Linked DNA regions of Gossypium hirsutum: region 1 is linked to region 2. A link is a contact called in public Hi-C data. All regions are on one chromosome and are shown on one strand. The core of a region is the stretch at or near the end of the contact, and the rest is flanking DNA. Distances in the headings are between cores, read along the strand shown. Region 1 holds the start of LOC107910229 (protein WEAK CHLOROPLAST MOVEMENT UNDER BLUE LIGHT 1). Region 2 holds the start of LOC107940315 (probable protein phosphatase 2C 12).

Region 1 (2,738 bases), core at 217-2,716, 130 kb after region 2:
CTAATAATCTACACCCAAAACGATCCAAACTTGAAGCAACCAAACTCGTAATAACTTAAATCTCAAACTCGAATTACCAAAACCTGAAAAAATAATTCCAATCACTTGCTGCCAAAAACCAAATATAATGTTAATAAATAAATTTGAATGAAGTTGTTTTCACTAGCTAACTGCTCTTCTCTCTTTGATTGCTAGTCTCAACCACCTGAAGATTATTGTCCTTGTGGAAGGTGTATCACATGAAATTTGATTATTTAGGTGCATGCCAAAGATTTAGAGATAATGGTGATTACTCAAATGAATATATGATATTTAATACTGAATTATATGGATTTATGTAGGTACACCTAACTAAGCCTAATATATATTTTTGTGTATTTTTGGGCCCATAGAAACCGACATTAGATAATGCATAGTCGATACAAATTATGTAAATTTTTTATTAGTATCAACATGTCACGAGATTAAATTGATGTAATATACAAATTTTGAGAGTTAAAGTTGATATTATGTAAATTTTAAAACTTGTCACATCATATTTTCATTAATAATTAGTAGACCTATTCATAGGTCGAGCTATCATCCGTCTAAATTTTGGAAGGATTTGGGTAAAATTATTAAGTCCAAAAAATGGGCTTGAGAAAAAATTAAGCCTATTTAAAATGTGGGCTGGGCTAAGACTTGAACATTCAAGGCTCAGGCTTAGCCCAGTTCGGCTCATTTTTAATTTTATAATACTTTATATTATATTATTTTTTATATATTATATAATTTAGAACACATTAAAAGAATAAACTTATATAAAATATATAATACTACTCTAATGTAAACATTAAAATAATATTAAGATGATTATATAAAAAAATTCAATAAATAAAATATATATAAATTATTAAATATTAATATAATATAATATAAATATTTATAAAAAATTAAAAATAATATGGGCAGGCTTAAAATGGACTTAGGTTAGTCTTTTATAAATATTAGCAGGTTTGAGTAAAATTTTAAGCTCATGTTTCGGGTCGAGTTAAGCTTGGGCAAACATAAAATATATTAATATCATACTTAGGTTCGACCCGACCCAGCCCATGAACATCTCTAACGGTTGGTGACAAAAAAAATTTTTGAATAGTTGAATAATTATTTTGGTGACTACTGTTTTTTAATTTTAACTCTATAATTTACCTAAAAATACAGGTTTAAAAAAGAAAAAAAAAGTAAATATTATTTAAAAAAGCAAGCTGAGCTGAGCTAAGCCGTAAAAGGCATTTAGCCTTAGCCGAGAGAGACAGCGGTCAAAAAAGAGAGAAACGAGGTAGGCGCGTGTGTTGTGTTATTCTCTCCGTTTTTCTCTACTGCTTCCTTTTTCTAATTTTAGCGCTAAATTTTCCCCACCCTTAAATTTATTTTTATATATTTATTTTATATTATTAATAATAATTTATTTTTCATTTATTTTCTCCCTTTAATTTTGTGACCTAAAATTTTTTCAGAGATCATTAACATTTGCTTCCTTTCCAATTTTCCTCTCCTTGTTTCTTGTTGAATCTCGGTATGTTCTTTTTCTTTTTCTCTTTTCGTTTATCTATCTTTTTTTTCAAGAAAAAAAAGGAATTTATTAATTAGATTTGCATTAATCTCTGTTTAATCTATGCATTGATCGTGAATTAAGTGGAAAATCGAGTGTTTTTTTTTTTGTTCTTTTTTTTCCGTGGAAATGATTCAGATGAAAGCGAAAGGTCTGAGAATATATTTTTTTTAAATTGATGGCGGTTGAGTTGGATGAGTCGATTATAATATTAATTCGTCTAATTCTTCATTCGGTCCCTCTACTTTTTAGACTCTTGACATTTAGTCTATTTTTTTGCATTAATCTTTGTTTAATATATGCATTAATTATGAATTAAGTGGAAAACAGTGTGTATGCTTTTTTTTGGCCGTGGAAATTATTCAGATTGCGAAAGGTTTTTCTTTAAAAGGGTTAATATATAATTTGGCCCTTAAACTTATCCATTTGTATCTAGTTGGTCCTTGAACTTGTATTTCATCCACTAGGTTGGTATCACCACACTAACATTGTTAGTTGTGCTAATATGGCACTATTAGCCAATCCGGTGATGCCACATAATAGCCTCTCAGTGTGTCACGTGACAAACATAAATTATAAATATAAATAATAAATTATGTTTACCACGTGACATACTAAGAGGCTGCCACATGGCACTATCAAATTTATTAAAAATGTTATGTCAGAACAAACTAACGGTATTAGTGTAAAGAGACCAACTTGGTTGACGAATACAAGTTCAAGCACCAACTACATGCAAATGGAGACGTTCAGGGACCAAATTATATATTATTCCTTTAAAAAAATTGATGGCGGTTGAGTTGGATGAATATATTATAATGTTAATTCGTCTAATTCTTCTCAGCACCTGTATTTTTAGACTTCTGACATTTAGTCTTTATTTGCATTAATCTATGCATTGATTGTGAATTGTCAAATCGTGTGGTTTTTTTTGTGCCGCGGAAATGGAAGCGAAAGCTCTGAGAATTTTTTTTAAAAAATGGCGGTTGAGTTGGATGAGTACATTATATTTTATAACCTTAATTGGTCTAATTCTTCCTTCAGTCCCTGTACCTTTTAGACTTTTGACCTTTAGTTTCTATACTCTCTCTACTTGTTTGAATTTTAAATCAGATCTTTGAATATTAGAATGCCATGAAGGTCTATT
Region 2 (2,700 bases), core at 101-2,600:
TCAAAATATTTTTAATAAAAACACACACATCAAAATCAATTCGCTAGTGGTCGACTTTGTTCTATAAATGGTTTAAATTTTACTTTAATCCTCAGCTTATGTTAAAATTTGATATTTAGTCTTCTACTCGAATTTGAAGCAATTTGATCCTTGTTGAGACATAATCCTTCTTACACTATGCTGTTAGGTACGAGGATGCATTTTTGGTCAATGGGGGACGGTTCACACATTTTTTTTAATATTTTTCATATTCATTTCACGTTTCATGTTCAGGGTTTGTAACCATCCCTCTCAACAATATTGTTTCCAAAGTTCAAACCTGCATCTCACGTTAAGAGTGCATTGTGCCTTATCACTAGATCCAACCCTTGTTGGTGACTGTTCACACAATTGAGAAGTAATATTGAGATCCACAAGTGATTCTGACTTTACTATAAAAGAAAATTATGAAGTGTAGTAAATGCTTGAACAGACCATCAAGTACGAGCACCTCATTGAAGAGTTTATGCATGACGGGGGTTTGAACCCATGACCTGTATGGCACATAGGTCATTTATGGGTAAGATGTTTCCATAGTAGGTGAGGCTCTCCCCTCTGCAGTTTCTTCAAATGCATACAAATTTCACAAACTTCTTTATGATAGAATGAACATCTCTTGTAGCTCACTTGTACATTGTTGTTAATTTGTGTGAACCACTCTCTATCGGCCAAAAGGACACTCTCATGCCCTCTTCAAGGATGAGGGAACAAAATTGATACAAAAATTGAGCATAGACACCCTAAGAACACAACACCGAGGATGTTGTGAGTTTGACTCCTCAACAATCTTTTATTTTTACAATGTTATTAGTAGGTCCAAATTGATAACATTGTTAATTGATTCCACTAAATAAAAGTGACATTAAACATTTAATTTGGCATCTAAAAAGGACTGATTGAATTTTCACGTAACCATAACTATATAAATGAATAGTACAGGGATTGCTTTATATTGACCAAATTATACAAAGTTAAAACCAGAGGGATTAAATCCTAAATTTCTGCACAATAGAGGACATAAAACAAAATTAGACCTTTATATAAAAAAAGGGAGTAAAGGTGTGGCCCACGAATATTTCTCATTGTGGGCCATAGTACTGAAAATACGTTTGATTATGATCTTTAGATTCTAAATCAACCTTAATCCAACGGTCAATACACACCCAATGGTGGACCCAAAGGTCAAATACATACATCGGCTTGAAAACGAACGGCTATTTCTGGTTCGTGCAGCCGAGTCAAGCATAATCCCGCCGTTTTTGCCACGTCAGATATTATAAAAAGGCAAAAAAAAGGGCGTTGTAAAAAAAAGGGAATTTGTTATTTATTTATTTAAAAATTTTCCCCTTTATGTTTCTCATTTATCCTCTCTCTCACAGAAAGAGTTTTTTTTTTATCGATCAACAAAAAAAAAATTGTTTATTTGCAGGGCGCCACGATCTGCATTTCTCTCGATCGTAGAGATTAATTCAATTCCTCGGCGACGTAATCTCCTCCTCCATTTGCAAATCAATCGATTTCTTTGTAATTTTCCTTTTTTTTTTTTTTGGATTATTCAATTTTGTTATGTTTTTCATATCCATATCTAAGATTCGTTTTGTTTTTCTTTTCTATTATGGTTAACAGATTCAGAGGATTTTTTTTTGTAATTTTTTAATGTCTACATTGATTCCGGTTTTCGATCAAGAATCTGATCGACTCGTTCAGATTTTTATGTAAATCGGATTTTTTTGTGGAAGATCTCGATGTTTTTTGCCCTAGCCATTGTTGTTTAATTGTAATTGTTTCAGATTATTGTTGATGGATTCAAATATTAATTTCGGTTATTTCGCGATTTGATTATTGAAAAGCCTGCATCGTGTGCATCTTTTAGGATCTTTGAGTGTAATCCATGGAGGGTTAAGAGGCATTGTTTTTGAGGTGAATTTTAGCCGTTGACGTGGTTTTTTTTGGATTTGGAAAATTAAGAAACAATGTCTACGAGAGGTGAGCATCAAACGGTACCGCTGTCGGTTTTATTGAAACGTGAATTAGCTAGCGAAAAGATCGAAGACCCGGAGATTGTACACGGGCTAGCAAGTCACAGCAAGAAAGGTGAAGATTTTACGTTGCTTAAAACAGAATGCCAAAGAGCGCTAGGAGATGGTTTCACCACATTCTCGGTTTTTGGGGTATGAATTTTGGGTCTCTCATACTACCTAAATCAACGCTAATCTTAAAAGCATGTAATTTGCAGCACTGGAATATAAAGATTTATAAACTTTTATAGGCTGGTATTGCTAAACGTTATTTAAAAAAAAATATATTTTGGCAGCTCTTTGACGGACACAATGGATCTGCAGCTGCTATTTACACGAAAGAGAATCTTCTTAACAATGTTCTAAGTGCCATTCCGGCAGATCTTAATAGAGATGAATGGGTTGCTGCCCTTCCGAGAGCTTTGGTTGCAGGTTTTGTTAAAACAGATAAAGATTTTCAACAGAGAGGTAAGAATTATTTTATTTTTATGTCAATACATCTGTGTATAGTATATGTTTTATAGGATAACCTTTGGATAAAAAGGAATATTTGTCTATACAGTTATGCACTTTCTTTGGGAGTGGTTGCTACTGTTTATGCATGTTGTTCATGCACTCCTCTATTGTAGTACTTATGCTCATA

The links. A called contact is a pair of places that touch in the nucleus more often than the background predicts.
Region 1: a Hi-C map of leaf shows a contact between it and region 2, with 5 times the contacts expected there. The contact joins the promoter of LOC107910229 here to the promoter of LOC107940315 in region 2. A contact is called at or near these places in 3 of 34 Hi-C or Micro-C datasets (callus and leaf).

What each region holds. Positions count from the first base shown.
Region 1 is chrD06:1,753,912-1,756,649 of Gossypium_hirsutum_v2.1, forward strand. LOC107910229 (protein WEAK CHLOROPLAST MOVEMENT UNDER BLUE LIGHT 1) reads left to right here and starts at 1,467. Exons shown (of 3, transcript XM_041094936.1): 1 at 1,467-1,555.
Region 2 is chrD06:1,624,206-1,626,905 of Gossypium_hirsutum_v2.1, forward strand. It overlaps LOC107940315 (probable protein phosphatase 2C 12), which reads left to right and starts at 1,351. Exons shown (of 10, transcript XM_041094930.1): 1 at 1,351-1,524; 2 at 1,913-2,210; 3 at 2,354-2,525. The coding sequence starts at 2,013.